Regions from separate parts of the Sus scrofa genome. Here region 1 is linked to region 2. The links are chromatin contacts, called in public HiChIP or PLAC-seq maps. All regions are on one chromosome and are shown on one strand. The core of a region is the stretch at or near the end of the contact, and the rest is flanking DNA. Distances in the headings are between cores, read along the strand shown. Region 1 overlaps FNDC3B (fibronectin type III domain-containing protein 3B). Region 2 overlaps PLD1 (phospholipase D1).

What was found. HiChIP or PLAC-seq counts read pairs in DNA pulled down with a chosen protein or histone mark.
Region 1: an H3K27ac HiChIP or PLAC-seq map of alveolar macrophages shows a contact between it and region 2. The contact joins two enhancer-like sites. A contact is called at or near these places in 3 of 47 Hi-C or Micro-C datasets (embryonic fibroblasts, fetal heart ventricle and mesenchymal stem cells) and 2 of 2 datasets of contacts at active chromatin or transcription factors (alveolar macrophages and skeletal muscle).

Annotation. Positions count from the first base shown.
Region 1 is chr13:110,870,993-110,874,292 of Sscrofa11.1, reverse strand. It overlaps FNDC3B (fibronectin type III domain-containing protein 3B), which reads right to left. Exons shown (of 26, transcript XM_021069801.1): 14 at 2,033-2,119; 15 at 577-715. Among named protein-coding and RNA genes, the nearest start is that of GHSR, 120 kb to the left of the region's middle. Within about 2 kb of position 1,417, at least 2 of the 83 cell types and tissues checked have an H3K27ac peak or open chromatin away from gene starts, as enhancers often do. A contact at or near this core is called in alveolar macrophages, where this site is marked.
Region 2 is chr13:110,333,943-110,337,615 of Sscrofa11.1, reverse strand. All of the region lies in intron 1 of PLD1 (phospholipase D1), which reads left to right. Among named protein-coding and RNA genes, the nearest start is that of PLD1, 41 kb to the left of the region's middle. Within about 2 kb of position 2,300, at least 7 of the 83 cell types and tissues checked have an H3K27ac peak or open chromatin away from gene starts, as enhancers often do. A contact at or near this core is called in alveolar macrophages, where this site is marked.

The sequences.
Region 1 (3,300 bases), core at 168-2,667, 540 kb before region 2:
TCACTGAAGTAATTCACACAGCAAGTGAGCCACAATATCCTTCTACCAGATACCCACATATACCACATGATGAACTTCAATGTGAAAAATTCCTGAAGTTTATGACTCTTGATAAGATGACAACAACAGCAAAAACTAAAGTTTTCCTAATTCATAGTAACTTAAAAATTCTGTATGTCACAATTTAATTCAGAGGACATACCTAAATTTTGACATTTATTTTCAATATTAACTTTATAAATCAGTTTTTATATGAAATATTGCTACTTTTTGAGGGCAAGCCATTGGAGAATGAAAGACATATTCAGAAATTACCACATTCAAATCAGTAATACATTCCAAATTTAGGAGGAAAAAATATAATCAGAAAAATCATAAAGTTAATGAAAAGCTCTTAAAATGGTCAATTTTACCAGTTTGTGGAATTCTTAGGATGTTTCTCATATAGCTATTCCAAATGTATAGAACTCCCTTAAGTAATATGGTTTGCTGTTTATTGGTCTGTCACTATGGAAATTAGTAAGTTTTTAAAAAATCTGTCAAAAAAGCGTCAGTATGAGCACCAACAAAACATACCCCATTTGACACTAAAGCCATGAGATGTAACTGGTCCTTTAATGAGGGGTCTTGTAGGAGGTCCAGGCCTGTCAGGACTCGTTGTACATACCAAAACTTCACTTGGGCAGCTTTTCCCTTCCATATTAGAAGCAGTCAGCTACAACACAACCAAGGAAACAATATACTTTAGATACCAGGTATTAAACCAGTGGTATTAAACTTTCCACATGGAAGATCAGGGTATCCATAAACTCACACAGACAGACATTCTCTCTCAATCTCAAACCACTAATTTATAAGTGTTTCTTTAATGGGGTACTTATTTTCTATATAGTTTTGCTATTAACAACTAAAAACAAAATAAGGTAGGTATTAGCTAAAGACATTTTTTACCCTTTCAAGAGGACAAAACAAAACCAGTATGTCACCACCTGGTTCATAGTGTTTTGTGGAAGGGAAATATGGGGGAAAAGGCAGACAAAAATAACCTCGCTTATTTAAGCATAGGGCAACGCCACCTTGTGGACAAATGCTAGCAATGTATCTATGTTCTCATAGCCAGTATCAAATAACAAGGGTTTTCTAAAATATCCAAAAACTATCATTTTCCTCTAATAGTCACACATTCCACTCGATAATATAACAATTATTTATTGAGTGACTATTGCATATCAAATAACACCATTTGGCACAAAAGTTAAGAGAAGGAATGGTGGAATCAGAAGACAACCACATCTCTTCAAAATGCAGTGTTGCACTAGAAAATACAGTGCTGCGCTAGGATCACTAAACACTACAGCAGCACAGAAGGCAGCCTGCTGTTTCCTCTCTCTTAAAGATTGCAAAATTGTCTTGGGCAACAACACAAAGTCCCATGGTGACATTAATGGTGACTGTTGATGACAAAAGCAGAGCCCGAGGGGGGAGGAGGTGGGTAACAGCAAAGAAAAAGAGAAACAGGTGAGAAAAGAAAATGGGCATAAGAGCAAAGGAAAATGAAGAATAAAAGGGAAGTCTGATTAAAGTGAGAAATTCTGGAGAGAAAGGTATGAAGTGCAGGTGAGAGAGGTGTGCTGGGCACCTGGTTTGGGTCTTCATCCATGTTGTAGTGCACATTACAGCTGCACTTTGTTACAGCTTTTCTTTCTCAAAAGTGGATTTTAAAATTAAAGTATGGGAGTTCCCTGGTGGCACAGTGTGTTAAGGATCGGCATTGGTGTAGCTGTGGCGCAAGCTGCAACTGTGGTGCATGTTCGATCCCTGACCCAGACTTCCACATGTCTTGGGGTGAGGCCAATAAATAAATAAAACAGAATAAAAGTGTGATGTGTATTTTACACATATTATTATAAAAGTGTAAAGTGTAGCAAACTTGAGAAATTTTTAACTTGTAGAGTCGATTTAAAATGGCATGGGGTGAAACGTAAAACAGCTTCATTTTTAAGCAGTGCAGGTAACAAAATGACTGACTCACCCTGAATTTATACTGTGTGCTTCTTTTGAGATTTTTCACAGTACAGGTTAAGTCCTCTCCAGTGTATTTTGGGTGGAAAAGGTTATCCTGAAAAGGCAAAGCCAGAAAGAAACATCAGTACCATAAAGTCCAGGCCTTAAATACTTTGTATGTATAATTTTTATATTGCCTCCTTCTATCATCACCAGTGGGCCAGAAGTCTGATTCTTTAAAAGTGAAAATGTAACTCTATCACATTATAATTTATTCTGGATCTGGGCAACTTTATTGTGAGACTAACACTAATTTGAATGAGAACAATGCTCTCTCTTTGAGAGAATGTCAGTTTGCTTTGGAATAGGTACCACCATATGCTTTTCTCACAGAGTAAACTTTTTCTGGTTACTCAATAAGCATTTTAAACAAAGAATTTAACCACTAGATTGATGAAGCAGTATATACTTAAAAAATTATTTAACAATGTTGTCATGAAGGTCTTCCTGCACTGAGGTCCTCACTGTTGAGCTCCAACATGCTATGCAGGAGTTTCTGTCGTGGTTTGGTGAAAACAAATCTGACTAGTATTTGTGAGGAGGGTTCGATCCCTGGCCTGCTCAGTGGGTTAAGGATCTGGTGTTGCTGTGAGCTGTGGTGTAGGTCGCAGATGTGGCTCGGATCTGGCGTTGCTGTGGCTGTGGCGTAGGCCAGCAGCCACAGCTCGGATTAGACCCCTAACCTGGGAACCTCCATATGCCGTGGGTGCAGCCCTAAAAAGACAAAAAAAAAAAAAAAAAAATCTGAAGATTTCCAAGGTGTGGGGAAAACATATAAAGCAAGTGATAGAAGCTTAAAAAAAAAATGTTATGTAATAAACCATGGCTGGGCTTTCTGACACAGTGTCCCCTTTCCGGCCAAGGGCAAAACGACAGCTTGGATGGAGAAAACATAAGCCTTCAAAGGGATAAATATCCTACCAAAGCTGAATGTACAGAATTCATTCAACAATACCCTCAATCACGCCTGCATTCTCCGCCTATTTATCCATCCAACCTTGGAGCCCCTTCTATGCATCAGGCTCTCTTCCATGCTCTGGGGGTTTAGCACTGCCCCAAAACAGACAAAGCCCTGTCCATCAGAAACTTACATGACAGGTGGAGAAAGCAATTTAAAAAAAATCCTACCATATAAATACGAAGCATGTCATGTGGAATTAAGTGATACAGATGAAAAATAAAGCTGGGGAAGAGGACAGAGGGGTGAAAAGCTAGGAAGGTGCTGCCTCTTATAGC
Region 2 (3,673 bases), core at 1,051-3,550:
ATGCTCTCCTGGCTTTCTTCTAATCTTACTGGCAGCTCTTTTTTGGCCTCTTTTGCTAGATCTTTTCTTTCTCCTTGACATTTAGATGTTAGAGGGCCTTGAGCCTCAGCCTTCAGACTTCTGTCCTTTATCCGTTCTCAGCCTCTTTTTGGTGTGAATATGTTATTTAAAGCCAATCATAATGTCTAAAGCCATCTGACTTCCAATTTTTTATCTCAGCCCTGAATCTCAGATTTATAAATGTATTCTATTTTCTACAGATCTTCATTTGAGAATCTAAGTTACTCAAACATAACCCTTCCAAAACAGAACTTTTAATTTGCCTCTGAAAAGTTTTGCACCTTCTCACTCCCCACTACCCCAATGTTCCTCAGCTCAGTAATTGGACTTTTCTCCTTGTTGCTCATATATACACCAGTCTTAGTGTGTTTCTTGGCACTTTTCTTTCTTTTACACTCTGTATCACCTTACATCACAAAATCCTCTTGGCTGTGCCCTCACTGTATATCTTAGATCTGTCTGCTTCTCGGCCATCACTCTAAGATGCCACCATCATCTCCCATCTGGCTGACTGCAGTAGTCTTCTAAGTAATCTGCTTTCTCTCAGTCTACTCTTTAGTTACACAACTTGAGTCACCTCTTAAAATGTCACGGCATTTCACTCCCCTGATTAAAACCTTCTAGAACCTTTGTATTATATCTCAGGGGGAAAGAAACCTGGGCAATGGCTTGCAAAGCCTTACGTGATCAGACCTCCCCATTTGCTCTCTGACGTCATCCCCTTCTGTTGCTCTTTCTTTCACAATACTCTGACTACTTTGACCTTTTTGTTGTTCTTGAACATTCTAAGCTTCCTTTGGCCTCAGGGCCTTTGCAATTTCTATTTCTTCTGCTTGGAATCTTTCCCCAGATAATTACATGGCTTGTTATCTTACTTCATCCAGGTCTCTGCTTTAAGTGTCATCTCCCCAGAGAGGCCTTTTCTGACCATCCTTTGTAAGAGGTGTGCCCCCCACCCTATTACTCTCCAGTCCCTTACTCTGCTTTGGTTTTCTTCTTAGCACTTAGCATTATCTGGTTTGATATTTGTTTTATATGTTGATAGTCTGTTTCCTCTGGTATAATACCTACAAGCTCCCTGAGGATAGGGATTTTCTGCTTCGAATCATTAATGCTGTTAACAATGCTTGTCACATAGTAGGTGCTCCATAAATGTATGTTGACTGGATGGCTGTGGGCAAGTTAACCTTGCCAGCCTCAGTTTCTTTATCTGAGAAGTGGAGGAAATAATGTATCTACCTCACAGGGCAGATGTGAATGCCAAGTAAGATATTGGGTATAATAAGACATTGTGGCAATAGCGTTGGCTGTTGTTATTGCAATTACTATTTGATAATATAAATGATTTAAATCTCTTATAATCTTAAAATAGATATGAATGCTAGTAAGATGGAATTTTCCTGTAGGATGCATTTTAATGGTGGTTGATTTTAAAGGTATAACTCATGATCCGTAGTTATTGGTAACTTGATTGGAGGAAATAGATATAAATATGTGAAACACTAAATGCCAGAGAATATTTAAATAACCAATCCAGACAACAGTAGAAATGTCATCAGGCTTAATTTGTTGTCTAACTCATCTGCTGCTGCTGATTGTTCTAAGTGTGAGAAATAAAAGCGATTTTTTTTTTTTAAATTAGGGTGGTCTGAGAAAATTTCATGGGAGATATAGATTTGGGCTGCCCCTTGAAATGCTGGGGAGGATTTAATCCTTTATTGGCCATGAGGGGGAAGGCATGAGGGTGGGGCAGTGGCATAAACCCAAAGGGAGGGAAGAACTAGGGGAGTTGGAAAATGGAATATAGGAGTTCCTGTTGTGGTGCAGCAGAAACAAATCTGACTAGTATCCATGAGAATGCATGTTCCATCCCTGGCCTTGCTCAGTGGGTTAGGGATCTGGCATTTTGTAAGCTGCGGTATAGGTTGCAGACACAGCTCGGATTCTGTGTTGGTGTGACTGTGGCTTAGGCCAGCAGCTGTGGCTCCAATTTGACCCCTGGTTGCCAGTGTGCCCCCCCACACACACACAAAAAAAAAAGAAGAAGAAGAAAAAGAAAAATAAATATAATAAATCCATTTGGCTGGATGGAGAGGTCTCATGAGGAAGCGGTTTGAGAGAAACACAAAGAAAACAGGGTAGGAACAAAAGCAAGTGGTTTCAGGCTACAGGAACTGCCAGGGCAACAGGATGCCCTTCCTTACTTGGATTGGGCAAGCAAGGAAGGAAGTGCTTCTGGGTGGTTAAGAAAGAAAGTAACACGTCACGGGCTTGGTGCTGTCAGGTTCAGTCACTTCTCCCCTGCAGTGCAAGTGGCCAGAGCATTACCCTCTGATACCTTATAATGGATGGCTTGCTGAGTCCATGGGTCCTTGTGTCCAGAAGTCTGTAGAGAGGCAGCCACAGGAGAGCACTGCTTTTGTGCTCCCAGGGCCTAGAAACCAATTTTGAACTATCTCTCTTTTTTTCAAGCCACAAGAATTTTCACTCTAAATTTTTTTTAATTCAGTGAGTTTTATTATATTTATAGTAGTATAACCATCATTGCGATCTAATTTTAGAACATTACCATTCCAAACCTCCAGTCCATCCCTCCCCATGCAACCTGTCTCCTTTGGTAACCATAAGTTTTTCAAAGTCTGTGAGTCTGTTTCTGTTCTGTAAATAAATTCATTGTATCCTTTTTTTGAGATTCCACATGTAAGTGATACCACATCTCACTCTAGTTTTTAAGTGGCTGTTTTTAAGAAGGCAATGGACAATTTTCACCATGGCTTCTTATTAAAAAAGGAAGAAAAGAGTAAGGGAACTTAGAAACTAAAGGCCACAAGCAAAATAGTAATTAATGTTTTAATATGCACATGAAAAAATACTCATTTTGTTTTTCAGAAGAACATGAAAGTGAGAAGCATATGCCGCCCCAAAATAATGCTGCTTCGGCCTATTGATTATTTTGAATTAAAGTTAACTTAAGAAACAGCTGGTACAAGGACACTCTGATCCTCCCATTACTCCCTGAGAGCAGGAAATAAACTCCCATGTGAAAGGGACCCTCCCTGTACCAGGAAAGTGGAAGGCATCCTTATTGCCAGAGAAGCAATTCAGGGCCAAAAAGAATGTGTAAACAAACCTTGTTGTCTTCTTCACTAATTTGCTACCTATGTTTTGTCCTCACAGATTTATTCTTTATTTGTCTAAAGGGTATAAAAGCTGCTGGCTTTGGTGACATCTTTGAATCTCACGTTTTTATGGCCTTTCCTATATACAAAATTCTATTTATTTTTCTCTTGTTAATCTGTCTATGTCAATTTAACTTCTAGACCAGCCAAAGAATCTAGAAGGGAAGAAGGAAAAAGTTTTGCTCCCTCCCACAAGTATATTATGTCAGTCATGTAAAGCCACATTCTTTTGTTTGTTTTTGACTTCTTTGATTTTTTCCTTTTTTTTTTTTAAGTTTAGTTGATTACAATTTGTGCTAAGTTCTGCTGTACAGCAAAGTGACTCAGTCATCCATATACATACATTCTTTTTCTCATATCACCCCCCATCATGTTCTGTCTCAAGAGATTGGACCCAGTTCCCTGTGCTATACAGTAGAACCTCATTGCCCATC